Regions from separate parts of the Hordeum vulgare genome. Here region 1 is linked to region 2. The links are chromatin contacts, called in public Hi-C maps. All regions are on one chromosome and are shown on one strand. Each heading gives the region's core, a stretch centred on a gene start, on an enhancer-like site or on the middle of the called end of the contact. The rest is flanking DNA. Distances are from core to core; before and after follow the strand shown. Region 1 holds the start of LOC123432863 (bifunctional epoxide hydrolase 2-like). Region 2 holds the start of LOC123432846 (probable prolyl 4-hydroxylase 3).

Region 1 (4,662 bases), core at 1,810-4,309, 230 kb before region 2:
TGGCGACGGCGGGCGATGAAGTGCGCCCGTGCCTCACCCATGGTAAGCTGGCTTGCAAGTTTGCATGTATCTGGCTGGTTCAACGAGGGTGTCGGCCGCCCCCCTGTGGGAGAGCTCCTTCTTCTAGTCGCGCGGAGAGGTTGTCCCACGGGGCTTTGGCGCTCGATGACATGCCAATTTTGGTGCACGAATAAGGAGATCGGGAGTGCGACAATGTGGTTGTTGTCGGACACCAAAACGCGCGGCATGCCACTTCAATGCCAGCTCTAGTGAAAGGTCGCATATGCCGACATGAATGAGGCACCCATTATCTAGAGTGGCATTGACCGCTTCGGGCGAAAAAGGACGCATGCAAGGGAGAGAGTTTTGGGTTGTCGGACGCATGCGTGATAGCGGTTCGGACGCCCATAAAAAAAGAACGTTCAGATCAGTCGACGACATATGTAAGACTATGCTGAATGACAAAACACTTTCGAACCATGTTGTCTAGACGGATGCGTGGGTTTGGGATCCGCGTTGAAAATGCTATTTGTATAACGCAAACAGCTGAACACATGTTTTTTGTATTTTTATCTGATCGTTTGTACTGTCAACTGACTAAAAAATGATAGTATTTGTATTTCCTAATGACTGAAAACGAGCTAAAAAACTGGTGTTTGTTTCCGTTGCTGTGCTTAATGGACCAAGTGTGAGATGTTTCTACTTTGGATGGCTCCTGTTCGTTGGGTGGCGTTTGAGTGGCTGATGCATAGCCGCAAGTTGCAGCGTGACTTGCTATATGGACAAGTCACCTGATCTCTGTCCGAAACACCAAGGCTGTCCAATCACCCGATATCAGTTGACGTGACAACTGACAAGGGTCGTGTAAGATCCCACAAAACTTACCATGCCTGTAAGATTCTGCAGAACTGCCATGTGAAATTCTCCAACCAAAATGGCTAACAAATCCATTGAGGTAAGCTAGATACCATGTAAGATCTCGCAGAACCTGCTATGCGGAGGTAAACAATGTGAGGTGACGTTGAAACCACCGAAGAGGTGATTAAGAACATGCGCCGGAAAGTCATATTTAGCAGATTCTGTTATGGCAACAAAGTCCAACCCACAATCACACACACAATCATCAATGTGTTGGTGTTTAAACAAGTCATGAAGACCTCCAACTACTTGGTTCACCAAATGAGAGAGAAGTTGACCGTCATACATGGATTCAACTACCCCCTCCTCGATCCCAAGGTTCTCGGGAGGGCTCCAGCATTTGGGACAAACCTTCAAACGACCAAATGCCACATGCTTGAGACCCATCACCGACATCCCGACCTCCTCATACTGGTATGTGCCCGCTGTGCGATGTTCCGGACACCGGGACCTACATCCTGTTTTCCTGCATCGCTGCACGGCGCAAGCCTTTTTCATGGTTGATATCTCCATAATATTACATTTTGAGTTAATGAAAAGAGTACAGTTTTATAGAAATATAATGTTTCTTATTCTTAACCGATGAGCTACCAGATTCAAAAACTGAAAAACCACACGGACATGATTACATTACAGTTGCACTATCCATTCTCAGCGACAAAGAAAAATTCAGAGCGGCATGGTTCAAGCAGAGCAATGGTGCCGGAAGCTTTATTCATTGGGAACCCCGAGCTCACTCTCGTCCGTCCATGGACTATCGATCAGGGATGGTCCTTGAGGAAGCCGAGGAGGAGGTCATTGACCTGGTCCGGGAACTGCTCCTGCACGAAATGGCTTCCTTCAGGGATGTAGGTGATCTTGAGGTCCGGCGCGAAGGTGTTCATGACGCCGCTCCTCATGGCGGTCTCGAAGCCAGGGAACTTGAAGCAGTAGTCCTTCTCTCCCATCACCATGAATACCGGCACCTGGAACTTGGGGTCCACGTGCTTCGTCATCCTGTGCAGAGCCCTGCGATCATGGCAGCAGTCAATAAGCTCGTCAATCAGTGGCCATCAGGCCATGGCCCATGGCTGAGGGCGCAGAGAACCTTCGGCTTCGGTTAACCTACCTGTATGGTATCTCGAGAGGGTAGCGGAAGCCGGACTTCTCGTAGAGCGCGGCGTAGGCGTCGAGGTCCTCCTCGGTGAACCACGGCGGCAGGGGCGTGGAGAGGTCGGCGAGGTCCATGATCTCCTGCCCTTCCTCGGCGACCGGGACGTCGCTGCGGGAGAAGAGGATGTAGATGGTGCGCACCACGCGCCGGACGTCGTGCCGGCCGAAGTCGGCCTCCGGCCTGTCGGGCTCGCGCCACCGCAGGATGTAGAAGCCCTCCGGCATGGTGTCGAAGTTGAAGGGCCCCGGGCTGAAGGGGATGCCCAGGCACATGACGCCGCGGGTGCGGTCCGGGTGCCGCAGCGCGAAGTCGTACGCCGGCATCGCGCCGTAGTCCTTGCCCACCAGGAACACCTGGAGGAGCGCAAGGCGGTCATCTCACTGGAGCGAGCATGGGGTTTCTCAGCTGTTCACCGGAGAGGATGGGGCGCGCTTACGTACCTTCTGGATGGAGAGGGCGTCGATGATGGCGAGCACGTCGGCGACGAGGTCCTCCCAGGTGGCCTCCACGTCCTCCGGCGGCTGGTCGGAGAGCCCGTAGCCGCGGCTGTCGGGCGCGATGGCGCGGTACCCGGCGGCGGCCACGGCCAGCATCTGGTGGCGCCACGTGTACCATATCTCCGGGAAGCCGTGCAAGAACACCACCGTCCCAAGCTCATCTGCAAGCAGCACAAATAACAGAACCACAGATCACACACAACATGACAAAGAACCATCGCTCCATCAAGCTCGAGCTCCACTACTCACGATGCCCATGGCGAAAAGAACAGGGGAAACTAGCCCTCACCTTTGCCTACTTGAGCAAGATGGAGGTTGAGCCCACGGACGAGGAGGTGGCTGTGCTCTATCTGGTGCGCCATTGCTGCTTACTTCCGGTGCTCCTAGTGCGTGGCGCTTCACTTTATATAGCATTTCCGGGAGGAGACATTGATTTCTAAAATGGAAGGATGAGAATATTTTTGGTAGTGGGAATGATTCGAGATGGCTCCCCACTCTCTTTGACCCTGCCGTTTTGGCTTCATGCGCTCTTGGTGTTTCCTGCAGGCCGAGCTATAGACAAACGCCGCGCACCTTGGAATCCAAGAAATAGCTCAGCGCAGATACTCTGAAATCCTGCGAAGAAAAAATTCCGTGGATGAGAATCAGCACTGCACCAGGGCCTTGCAAGGCCATTTCGGGCTTGGAATCTGTTCACAGCATCTGCTCAGATCTGTTTTATTTGACCTCTGAACTCACCCGGAATAGTAGTCAGTTGTAACTTCGTGGCTCCTGCAACCCAGTGCAAGGTCTAAACCACGCGACTTTTTCACTGTTTTGATCCTTCCAATAAAAATTAGCATAAAATAAACTTGTTTGAAAACTATTTCACGATTTAACCCTTTTAATAACGTCATAAGCCGTGACGTTTCATTTTTATTTAGAAAGGCCAACTCGTACTGCATTGCTCCCCTACATAAATAAGTGTTAAATGTGAACAACCTTTTTGCAACATCATTAGCAGTGGTGTTTCACTTTTGCCCTTTGGCGTTTCTAGCAACGCAGTACAGGTCGACGTTTTTATCCTGTCGCGTACCATCTCGACCAAGCCAGCAATGCAGTACAAGTTGGCGTTTCTAAATGAAGATAAAACGCCACGGTTTATGACGTTATCAAAAGGGTTAGATGGTGAAATTGTTTTCAAACGAGTTCATTTCGTACTAAGATTTGTTGTAAAGGTCAAAACAATGAAACAGACATGAACCACGACAGGCTTTAGTTATGGCCTTACCACGTGCCACGCCGGCCTCGTGATGCTAATTTTCTTTGCGACCATCAGCTGTTTATCTGTCTGCCAGCTGGTTTTAGATTCCAAATGACTCATCGGTTAGCATGCTAGCGATGCTACTGTTGCGTTTTCTTTTATTTTGAAAGATCTAGTGTCGTGTTTGGACGGACGAACATCATGAATGTTGTGGCGGACCTAGAGCAGGGGCGACCGCTTCTATCTTTTTTCTTTTATTAAATGAGAAGCGCCAAATTTTCTTTCAGATCAAGTGCAGAGCACACCATGAATTACTACATTGTATCCTTCATAAGAGGAGCTGAAAGTACCCCCACTAGAAGAACTCAGAGCCGGATGAGCAAAGTTATGGGCTTATTCAAACTCCTAAAAATATGGAAGATGGGAGAGTTCATGTGGGGAACAACACAAGGAAAATTCGTCATTGACGGCTTGATTTCCCATCTCCAATCCTGTTAGGGATATATCCCCCGTGTTAACCCGTCATGGGGATAACCCGCTTGAGCCATAACTTGGCCAAGAGGCCCTAGACGCGAAGGCCAAAGGGGCGACTCACCACGAGGCCGGTTAACGGGTTAAGGCCTATTACACGGCAGGCCAGCTCAAGAAGAGAAACCTGAAGAGTCTCCCTCGCCCAAGTTAGTAGGAAGTAGAGTAAGATACGGGTTGTAATGCGATCCGAAATCTATTGTAATACGAGAGCCTTTGTGCAGGGCCGGTCCTGAGATTTTGAGGGCCCAGGGCGAAACAAAAATTTTGGGCCTATTATATATGACTATACCACTATGTTTCGGCAGTTGATTCATGAGTAA
Region 2 (4,276 bases), core at 1,602-4,101:
AAAGAAGTTTCGAAGATGTACTAAACACAGTGGAGTGCATAATTTAGTGTGTGTGTCTTTTTTATATTATTTTTTGTAAGGGTAGACATGCACTGTGTAGTTAAAGATGAGATATTTGACTTTAACATGTATGATATCATGCTCTGCATGTATGGGCGCTGTCCCAAGTGCAACTGTGAATTTGGTGAACAATTTTGGTACAGTGTACCATGTCCAATATTTGATGTTCATGCACAATTTTAAACTTTTGTCTTCTACCACTTGGTATGCTATAAAATTGAAATTGCTGGCAATGACCTTGTTGGGAAAATCCGAAAATGGCAGACACAGGGCCAGGTCTGTGGTCCATGACAAGGTGCTCAAAGAAATAAATGTTTAACTAAACCAAGTACCTAGCATCTAAGCTAACTTAAGAATAAGATAGTTTGACAGCTTATTTGAGTACCAAAAAGTCTTTTTGTCTACTGATAGGTGTAATTCTACTTCTCAAATGAGATTCTCAAACAATTGGGTGCGAAAGTATCACCTAGTATCAGGAAAAGGCAATGTAAACTTGAACATAGTGCCATAAGGTTGTAAGCTAATACTCCTAGTGGAACCCTTGCTGCCAATTGGTATAGGCTTGATAATTCTTGCTGAACATAACTGTGAAAACACCAGATCACCGAAACGCAATGCAGTTGCACTCCATAATGTACTACTCCCTCCGTCTCATAATATAAGACGTTATTACATCCAATATGTGAGTATATTGGATGTAATAATGTCTTATATTATCGGACAGAGGGAATAATACATTACTTTGCATGGTTACTTAACGCTCCATGAACTATTCAAACTAAGTCGCAAGCAAGTGCACTTTTGGTAAATCAATGACACACAGTATTGCATGGTAATCAAAACTTTGAAATTATACCATGACGAAGACTAATGCATCGGCGTAAAACTGAAGTTCACAAACTTACAGTTCAGATTTGGAGGAGCAACTATAGTTATAACTTTGAGTTAAACAAAATGACACTTTCCGATAATTTGAGGTGGTGTTCAATTTATTTATGCTGAATTAAAGCTGAAAGGTTCTTCCAATGAACAATACAGTGTATTTAAAATATATTCAGACCTTAAGTTCTGTGGTAATCTTTTCCCTAGGCATACTAGCAAAAACATAGAAAGGTAAACAAACTTTCAAGTATCCATGGTATTGGTACGTACGCCATACCTACAGGTATGAAGGTGAAATCTGATATTCTTTTCTCAATGGTGCGAACAATTTTGTCTTGCCCTCTTCTAAGAAATGTTCCTGAACTCGTTCGCACCCTGAATACATTTAATTAAGCGTAAGTGGGCATCAGGTTCCGTAACAGTTCCAAAAGAAAGAAGAATTTGCAGTGTCCAAACCTGCTATCTTTACTCCCTCCAGTTGCAGAATCAACCACTGTCGATTTCTTCATGTGAGGCTTTGCCAATGAAATCAAATATTCACATTCTTCCTTGGACTGAGAGCAGCAGTAAAGTCAGTCATACCCAGATCGCTATTTGAAGCGAACTAACCAGTTATAATAAATACAACAAACACACATGACATTTCTTCATCTCCTATTATGCAATGTCATCAGAAGTAAACACCTTCCAAAGGCATTTTGGATACTAATAATCACAATGCCAAGTTTCTAATGCCAGTGTTAATATTTATCATCTACTTCTTTGTCCCAAGCACATGTGCCTGAACTTCCGAGTTTGAGCCCCTGACTTGAAGGTCAAGCAGATTCGAAGCACAAATTATGTGTGACTATATATATGAGGATTCCTAGATGGACAACACACATGTAGAACTCAGCAAGAGCCATGTCCGGACACCCAGCATGTACAATAGCCCTCCCACGGCAAAATGCCAGCAGCGATCCAGCTCACGCCTGGTTCCTTAGTGCACAATTTTCTGTACCAAATTCACATCATAACTAAACTTCATTCGGCATTCTTGCGACTGAAGTACAAGCATTTCGGATTTTACTTCACGAATCTAATCTGGTACGGCTGGGCCAATGTGTACAACGAGCTCTTAAACTGGATTTCAACAATCGTCTAAAATCACCAACAAAGATCTCAAGATCTCCCAACGCGCATCCTAGAACCGATAACAAAGCACGTAAAGAATAAAGAGGCAGCCGTCCCGGCCCAAACCAAAACACAGAATGGGGGCAAGGCAAGAGACTCACGAGGAAGTTGTGGTAGATGAACGCCCGTGGCTCCCAGGACAGGACCTCCGTCCAGGGCTCCCCTTTCTCCCCGCCCTTCTCCAGCCTCCTGCACAACGACAACGGAGAAGAAGAAGCACCGCGTCAATCTCGCGCAAAAAAAGGGAGGGCAACGAACGCGGCGGATCACGGAGGCCGTGGGCGTCGGAGGAAGAACGGGGACGCACGACTCGAACGCGGATCTGCGGAAGCGCGGGCGCGGGAGCGAGAGGACCGCGCCGCGGCCGGAGCCGGCCGGCAGCGAGAGCGCGCCGAGCGCCAGGAGGAGCAGCAGCGCCACCGACGCGAGCAGCAGCGCGGCCAGGATCGCCTTGGACGGCTTCCCGCGCCTCCCGCCCCCGGCGCCGCCTCCCAGCAGCGGCCTCCCGCCCCGCCCCGCCGTCCTGCTCGCCATCGCGCCCGCCCGGGATGGGATGCGGCCTGGCCTCGGGTCTCGCGGCGCCGGCCCCGGTGGGTTTAGCGCCTCCTCCTCCTCCTCTTCGTCGTCGTCCTCCTCTGTCTCTCCTTCTCTCTCGCGCTGTGACCCGAGTCGTCGGTCTGTTTCGGGCTCGATGAGATATGCTGCCGCTGCCGCTGCCGCTGCTGATGCATTTGTTCGGCTCGACGAGGTATGATGCTAGCTGTACCGTGAAACTGCTGCGCGTGCCGTGGGTCCCGTAGATGACGTGTCGGCATTGCGAGAAAGTGGGCCCCACTGCGGACAAAGTCCACCGGCCACGCGCAAAAGAGTGGGCCGACAAGGTACAGACGCGCAGCCCAGCTACACAACCGCAATCCGAACCAACCTATGGGTAATAAATTGCCAGCAGACGGTGGTATTATCGGTCCGTCAGGTTTTAAATTTTGGTTTTCGAATTTATTTTAGAACTTTTTATGATGCATATTTAATGAAAAGAAACAGTTCCGTTTACAACGAGGTGTCTATGATGATTTCATAAATTTTAAAATGTTATACCAACTCAGTCTCTCGAAGGTGATCACAGGAATTAGATATGTGTGTATGTATTTATAGACACGAGTGTATGCACGTGTACATAAGCGTTTATGTTTGTATTATGTTAAAAAAAATCTACACGACTAAAATATGAATAATTTCTTATATCTATACTAAATATTCAACAATTAATATGAATGGAGGGGACGCAGACTTCAATAACTATGTAGGCTATACAAACTATTTTTAATCACTCAGAAGATAGACGGCAAGACAAGTAGAATCTGACCCATTTAGGTGCTAGACTCATCTGCATCCGTTTAGAAAAATAATTATAAAAGGAACTAAAAAATACATGATAGAAAATTTATTGCGCGAGGTCCAATCTAAGTTTCAGGTCATTTAAAAATCTGAGTAGCTCTTAGTAAAAAAGCAAATCAACTCAGAACAGTGTATGAACAATAAAATTTTATAGACCTTGAATTTATTTATTTTGCCGAGAGATGCTCATATGTCTGAGTGATTTAAAAAATAAAGCAAACTATCAAACTATCTAGCAAGTAAAAAAATGAAGCTCTTTGATTTTTTAATATTTATTTTGATTCATTCTATTTAGTATGGATGCAGATGAGCGTAGGCTGTGAAGTGGATTATCATTGAACGATGCACCTATATTTTCCGACAACCCGATTACATAACAGCCATGGAAGCAGATATGGGATCGGGAAAGGGGTAGCTCCGCTAAACCAGTTTGTACAGTTTATGAAATATAGAGGATATCTGAAACTGCAGCTAGGGCATCTATCTTCATAGCTGCCAGTGAAATCCTTATACGAAATCAATTTATTTTATTTAAGGTAGGTGTCAATGAAATGCCCATACAAAGTCAATTTATCCAATTAGAGCTATAAAATCTTAAAAAGGGTATGTAAATATAAACAATGTCTGTTTTTCTTTAGGGGGGTTTTACCCCTCAAAAGAAAAGATTGACATTCTTTTATTCTGGGTAAGGTGATCAGATCACTTGCCCAGACATGTTCATACTTGCCATGGATGATCACAGTTTTATGGATGTATTTCGAGATTT

What was found. A called contact is a pair of places that touch in the nucleus more often than the background predicts.
Region 1: a Hi-C map of seedling shows a contact between it and region 2, with 2.8 times the contacts expected there. The contact joins the promoter of LOC123432863 here to the promoter of LOC123432846 in region 2. A contact is called at or near these places in 2 of 6 Hi-C or Micro-C datasets (leaf and seedling).

Annotation. Positions count from the first base shown.
Region 1 is chr1H:308,907,965-308,912,626 of MorexV3_pseudomolecules_assembly, reverse strand. LOC123432863 (bifunctional epoxide hydrolase 2-like) reads right to left here and starts at 3,059. Exons shown (of 4, transcript XM_045115420.1): 1 at 2,858-3,059; 2 at 2,512-2,729; 3 at 2,027-2,424; 4 at 1,419-1,926. The coding sequence starts at 2,930. The coding sequence ends at 1,680.
Region 2 is chr1H:308,679,918-308,684,193 of MorexV3_pseudomolecules_assembly, reverse strand. It overlaps LOC123432846 (probable prolyl 4-hydroxylase 3), which reads right to left and starts at 2,851. Exons shown (of 8, transcript XM_045115419.1): 1 at 2,423-2,851; 2 at 2,217-2,304; 3 at 1,399-1,496; 4 at 1,220-1,317. The coding sequence starts at 2,649.